Linked DNA regions of Danio rerio: region 1 is linked to region 2. The links are chromatin contacts, called in public Micro-C maps. All regions are on one chromosome and are shown on one strand. Each heading gives the region's core, a stretch centred on a gene start, on an enhancer-like site or on the middle of the called end of the contact. The rest is flanking DNA. Distances are from core to core; before and after follow the strand shown. Region 1 holds the start of ccm2l (CCM2 like scaffold protein). Region 2 has its middle 40 kb from the start of sox18.

Evidence for each region. A called contact is a pair of places that touch in the nucleus more often than the background predicts.
Region 1: a Micro-C map of caudal fin shows a contact between it and region 2, with 13 times the contacts expected there. The contact joins the promoter of ccm2l here to the enhancer-like site in region 2. A contact is called at or near these places in 3 of 18 Hi-C or Micro-C datasets (caudal fin, hematopoietic stem cells and an unstated tissue) and 1 of 4 datasets of contacts at active chromatin or transcription factors (caudal fin).

What each region holds. Positions count from the first base shown.
Region 1 is chr23:9,165,395-9,169,151 of GRCz12tu, forward strand. ccm2l (CCM2 like scaffold protein) reads left to right here and starts at 1,840. Exons shown (of 10, transcript XM_692004.9): 1 at 1,840-1,904. The coding sequence starts at 1,875.
Region 2 is chr23:8,965,711-8,969,165 of GRCz12tu, forward strand. No RefSeq gene overlaps it. Among named protein-coding and RNA genes, the nearest start is that of sox18, 40 kb to the left of the region's middle. Within about 2 kb of position 1,356, at least 17 of the 62 cell types and tissues checked have an H3K27ac peak or open chromatin away from gene starts, as enhancers often do.

The sequences.
Region 1 (3,757 bases), core at 590-3,089, 200 kb after region 2:
ACTACTGTTAACATATTTATTGAAGAGTAATATTTATAGCTATACTACTATAAACATATTTAATGAAGAATAATATTCATAGCTATACTACTGTAAACATATTTATTAAAGTGTAATATTTATAGCTATACTACTATAAACATGTTTATTGAAGAGTAATATTTATAGCTATACTACTGTAAACATGTTTATTAAAGAGTAATATTTATAGCTATACTACTGTAAACATGTTTATTGAAGAGTAATATTTATAGCTATACTACTGTAAACATGTTTATTGAAGAGTAATATTTATAGCTATACTACTGTAAACATGTTTATTGAAGAGTAATATTTATAGCTATACTACTGTAAACATGTTTATTGAAGAGTAATATGTATAGCTATACTACTGTAAACATGTTTATTGCAGAGTAATATTTATAGCTATACTACTGTAAACATGTTTATTGAAGAGTAATATTTATAGCTATACTACTGTAAACGTTTATTGAAGGGTAATATTCATAGCTATACTACTGTAAACATGTTTATTGAAGAGTAATATTTATAGCTATACTACTATAAACATATTTAATGAAGAATAATATTCAAAACTTTACTACTGTAAACATATTTATTAAAGAGTAATATTTATAGCTATACTACTGTAAACATGTTTATTGAAGAGTAATATTTATAGCTATACTACTGTAAACATGTTTATTGAAGAGTAATATTTATAGCTATACTACTGTAAACATGTTTATTAAAGAGTAATATTTATAGCTATACTACCGTAAACATGTTTATTGAAGAGTAATATTTATAGCTATACTACTGTAAACATGTTTATTGAAGAGTAATATTTATAGCTATTCTACTGTAAACATGTTTATTGAAGAGTAATATTTATAGCTATACTTCTGTAAACATGTTTATTGAAGAGTAATATTTATAGCTATACTACTGTAAACATGTTTATTGAAGAGTAATATTTAATACCTCTTTCTTTTTTATCGTGGTTCTAACTGATTGGTGTGTCTACAGTTTTGCAGCAGTTTGTGCACACCTGATGGCTGTGTTTAACCTATGGTTCATGTGTTAGTTCATTTGAAGGCCTTTGCTTTGAAATTGCAAGGAAATTCCATTATGAAAAATATTTGTGTCAAAAGCATCCAAGTGTGTTTAGTGTTTGCAATCGATGTGTGTAATGTTTTGCAAATACTATGAAACTGACAATGTTAAAGTTGTGCAGAACTGGCCTTGTGTTTTGCTCCTTAAGTGTTAGGTTTTGCTAATTGTGGGAAAAGTTTAATTTTAGTGTGTGAGCAATCATAAAAAAAATAGTTTTTTTTTTCACAGCCATTGTTGTCTTAGTCATTTTGCTTGTTCGCTTTTTATTTAATATGAATTAAATAAAATATGATACTAAACTTTTGAAATTTATTTTGAACGGGAAAAAGACATAACATTTCAATAACTGGCTGAGGGACTTTAGAATTTAGTTTAGTTCTGCTTCATAAATTTGTGGTTTAGGTACTTTTACACGGTGTAATTTGTGTGAAGAGACACAGCTTACTTCTACTTAGTGCCAAGGTATTATTCAGTGGTGTGTGTGTGTGTGTGTGCGTGTGTGTGTGTGTGTGTGTGTGTGTGTGTGTGTGTGTGTGTGTGTGTGTGTGTGTGTGTGTGTGTGTGTGTGTGTGTGTGTGTGTTATCAGTGCTTTGAGAATGGAGGTGCAGAGGATTCAGATCAGAGTCTCTGGTGGAGTTTCCTGTGCAGGAAGTGTGTTTCCTGGCTCCACAGGGCTGAGTGGAGATTGGGCCTGTCCTACATAGAGACACACAAAAACACACACACTTGCGCACAGCCAGCCATCGGGCTGGTCAAAATGGACTATGATCCCAAGCGAACCAAGAAGGTAAGTCTTCTGTATGGTTATATATGGCGAAACTATGTTCATTTAAATGTGTGTTTGTTTTGGTGTGTTCATTGTCTGTAAACTGCATCATGTGACCTCGTCTGTTTATGCATACTGTGTATATGTGTACCTGCGGCTGATAACTTTGTGCCGGTTACGCAGTTTGTTAGTTCACACAGCATATCTCAGCTGACCTGAAAATTATGAATTTCTCTGGGTTATTTTTTAATTAGGTGTATATTCGAGTAAAATGGTATTTGTGTTGTTCTGATCAAATTACTTCCAAATTTCAAATCAAAATATTTGGTTACACTTTATTTTTGCGTTGTTTTCAGTATTTACTGAGTAGTCAGTGTTGTCAACTGAGCAATTTTGTTTTATTTTGTTAGATTTAGCAACATTTCGTACTAACGTAGCAACTTTTTTTTCAGAAAGCACCTAGCAATAGATGTAGCAATTTTTAAAATTAATTTGGCTACTTAGCAATTTTTAAAAAGTGACTCAAAAGAGCAGTGCCTGCAGGTTTTCCCCATTACAGCAGTGGTTCTCAACTGGTTTGGCCACATTTTTACATGGTCATCAAGCCGCGACCCAAATTTTTAGGAACTATAATATAATTTTAGGAACTATAATTCAGTATTTATTTATTAACATACACAAGTAGTGATGGAAAATTACCAAGACTTACAAATAAACAATACTTTATCTCTGTCATTTAAAAAAATGTATCAAATTATAGTAATAATACAGAGTAGAAACGTCAAATACTGTAAACAATGATTAGGGTACGGAAAAGTTAAATTACCATTAACTAAACTGAACCGTTAACACTGATCCTGTTGAACAGAACAAATCTGCAAATTTAAGTAAAAATTTTTAAATAATCATAACCATTTTTATAATAATCACCAGTTATTTGCTCTTCTGCTATTGTGTGGGCTTTCTTGGCCTTTGCTACACGGTGAGCATAGTAAGATTCCGGAAGTGCCTGTACTTGAACATGAAGATGTTAGGCACTTTTGTGAGCGATGCCCTCAGCTATTGGAGTCATCTTTGAAAATAGTATACAGGTTTGTCCTTGCAACTGGGATGTCATATGTAGTGAGAGCAGGTGTTAAGCCTTTTTTGTCATCAATATATGTAAATCCACACTTTGCATATTCGAGGTTATACTTGCGCTTCGACATATTTGTTGCTATAATTAAATGAAATTTCACATGTTAAACGGTATGGCTGTCGTGTGCGCATTTCAAAATAAAAGTCAGATATATGCAAAATAGGTAAAAAAAAAAAACAAAAAAAAACTTTTTTTGTTTTTTTGACCACACACTCCGCGACCCACTGAAAATGTTCCTGCGATCCACCAGTTGAGAAACACTGCAGTAGAGTAAATTGCTAGCTCAGATTGTTTTTTTTTTTTTTTAACTGTTAATTTACTTATATTTGTTAACATGTACAATCGCTGGTAATTTAAGTAGCAATAAATTGCTATAATTGTTGTCACTTTCACAAATGTGTTAATTTCACAAGTTAAAAAGAGTAAGTGCACAAGCTGTGATTGTTTAATGTCACTGTTCATTATCAGTGTTATATTTAAAAATAAAAAAAAAATCTTATCAAAAAGTGTATTACTTTTACACACAGGCAACTATATTTTTCATACAAATCTAAATGGACATATTTCTAATAATGTTTTTGCTGAGATGGCAATGAGTCAGTTTGAGAAAACATTAATTATTTTGTATACTACATAGATGTAATCTTTTTAATACAATGTAATACACGGCACCTCAGAGAGTAGAGACATCATGGGCTTACGCTTGTCAGATACTACCTGATATGAAAATTAGTGT
Region 2 (3,455 bases), core at 106-2,605:
CATCTCAGCAGAAAGGAAGAGTGTCTGCAAAAACTTTGTTGATTATGTTACAGTACATGTGTGAGAACGGCTGTCTCCATAATAAAACTGCATGTAAACACCACAGCTAAATAAACAGGATTTGGGACATGTTTTGTATGTGTTGATGCTGTATGCTAAAGCTGAATATGTATTTTTGTGCCGTTTTTATTTATTAGTTTTAAAAAGAAGACCTAAACTATCATTACTTCACCTTATTATACTTCCTTTTTTTTTTGTCAGGGGTCATCACATTATTATTTGTATATGTTTAAAGAAGTATTTTACGCCCATCAAAGTGCATTTATTTTATTTTAAATATATACAAATTCATTAATTCAGTATTACCAATCATAATATTCATTAATTTTCTTTTTAGCTTAGTTTCTTTATCCCTTATATCCCTTATATCCCCCATATCCCTTTGTTATCACCCATCCTGCATATTTTTAATGCAGTGGATGCCCTTCCAGCTGCAACCCATCTCTGGGAAACCAATCATAATAATAACATTTTATTTATATCTATATCTCTCTATATGTATATGTATCATATAAAGCATACATATTTGCAAGTTTAAGGACATTAATTCATTTATGTGTTTATTATTTAATTCATTTTGTTTAATTTATTATTAATTTTATTGTTCATTCGTTCATTTTCTTTTCGGCTTAGTCCCTTTGTTATTCTGTGGAATGAACCACCAACTTATCCAGCAAAAACCACAGGTATTTCATTTTATTTATTATATTTTATGAATTTAAATATTTTAAATATATTATAAATATATATTTTGCTATACTGTACCTCACAGGACTTTTGTGGGCCTCCTTTATGGCAGCGTCCGGAACAATATTTCCTCAAGTATGATCTCGCTTTATAACCCAGTTTCACTCATTAAACATCACATTCGTCATCTGAAGACAAAATTTGTCTAAATAAATATACACAGACACACAAATGAAGAGGTTTGACCTTGAAAGAACGCTTTGAAAAGCGAGGTCAAGCTCGACTGGTTTAATATTTACACGTGTGTGTCTATATTTAAGCGAGATGCACATTCTGTCCAGCAGAGGGTGGTATTCTGGGCCAGATGGAGACCGTGAGCATAGCATATGGACAGGCTGGACGTCTCTTCACTGCTCCGGAGTCACTACAGTTGGATATACAGTATATCAGTTTTTCACACTCTCCGTTCTTCTGTTTTCCTCACTGAGAACCTGCAGCTACTGTTTCTGACTGTGTTCTGACCTGAAGTGATGGAGAGAAAACTCTCCCCTCTTTGGCACTGCGCCGCTCTGTCTCATTTGTCCTCTGTTGGGGTTGTTGTGTTATAGTTGTGTTGTGCTGGACAGGCAGCTGCAGCAGAGCTGATAAGAGCTCCTGACCTTGGCAGATGGAGAGACTCCTAGAGAGAGCTAATCATAGAACTTCCTACTCCAGAGAAAGAAAGAGAGAGAGAGCTAGACAGAGAAAGAGACTTGACTTTTAATGGGGACATATCATGGAAATCTAACTTTTTCTCAGTTTAAGTGCTATAATCGTGTCCCTGGAGCACCAACCAATCCAGAAAACACGTCAAAGGAAAACCTAGTAACTTTGTTACCAAGCCTTTGTTTCCTTTTGCAAGGATAAGGAAAAAGCTGAGTTCAGATTTCGCTTCTAGTGACGTACAAATGGGTCTACTTAAATGCAACGACCCCTTAAACTGTACATTTCGAACAGGAAACATTTCTGTTTACGTGTTGTAGCAGCTTGATATTCACGATGTCTGCAATATGTTTGTTGTTGGACAAGTAAGTAAAGTCTCTATGAACCATTGAGGATACTGTAGTTCAATTAAGGTTTTAATGGAAATGTGCTGAAAAATGTTTTGCACAAAATATAGTTTTTGCTGAACTGCTTCGCAAACGAGTGTGAGTTTAACACTGTATTTAGAAGGGCTGGACACTAACAGTGCTTTATGCTCTAACTTATATACCTACATACTTATATATACAGTATCTAACTTGCAAACCAGAACAAGTATGTCACTTCATATTTCCAAATGTACTTTACTAACATGCTTCGTATCATGCTTGTTAGCCTAGTGTCAGGTGAATGACATTTTAAATTCTTTTTCTGCTAAGAAAATTGTAAGTTTGGGATTTTTTGTTGATGTGTTTAAGTTTCAACGAGTACATGAATTTATCACTAAGATATGTGCCTGGTTCAATCTAGGAGCTGTAACCTCATCCTGTCCATCAAACTCTGGTTCTAGGGCTCTAATCCACTAATTTTATGCTATTCTGTCTGCATAAGATTTGATTGTTTAGCTGTTTCTGGAGTGCCAGAACAGGCTGTAAATGCTCCGCCCCCATCTGGGAAGCAGCAGCTCATTTAAATTTAAGGCAATATGAAAATTAGGATAATGATAATTCGGTCCCACTTTATATTAAGTGGCCTTAACTAATATGTACTTATATAGGAATTAAAAGTTTGTTACAATGTACTTATTGTATAAATACATGTATTTACTGTGTACTTATGCTTGATTAAATACATGTTTGTAATTACATCTATAATTAACTTTTGTAATTACATTTGTAAATTCACTGTTGACCATCCCTTACACCTTTACCTACCCTTAAACCTACGACATGCCAACAAACCTGTCCATAACCCAACCTCTATCCCAACTCAAAAGCACCACAAGTGTTCTCAAATACATTATAAACACAGTTAGTACATTGCATTTATTTTTTAGATGTAAGTACATAGTAGTTAGGGACACTTAATATAAAGTGGGACCGATAATTCTAAAGGATAAAATTAATATTAAATTCCGCATGAACCGAAGTTCCTGAGATTTTTATTTCAGTATGCTGCTAAAAGAGAATATTGTGCAAGAGCCGGGGGTTCTTTTTGCATTGTTTTTTCTTAGCAAACTAATGGTAAGATGGGTGTGGTTAAGAATATTGTGACTAAAGAATGACAATATGCGCAAGCAAAATGACCACTGTAAATGTTGATTTCACACAGGCTTTAGCAATAATGTCAGACCATAGACTGTAAGAAATATGGACGTAGTATTTTTGATGTCACCCATAGGTTTCTGTAGACTACAAATTAAGCTACAAGTGGGCATGGCAATTATTGCCATTTGTTTGCGCTTCATCGCACTGGCTGGGGGTAACCGAAAAAGGGCAAAGAGATGGAGCACGAGCGAAGTTACAGATGCCTGTAAGCAGTATGCTAGGATCGTTTTTTTTTTTTTTTTTGGTGCTATCAATGTTTGTAAGAATAATTGCCCAAAAGGCAATTGACTGTGTAGAGCTATATAAAACAAAACAAAAATTTGAGCTGTGGTAACGTGACGGCAACCAACAAGACTTAAGCGACGCACTGGCGCAGTAGGTAGTGCTGTCGCCTCACAGCAAAAGGTTGCTGTTTTGAGC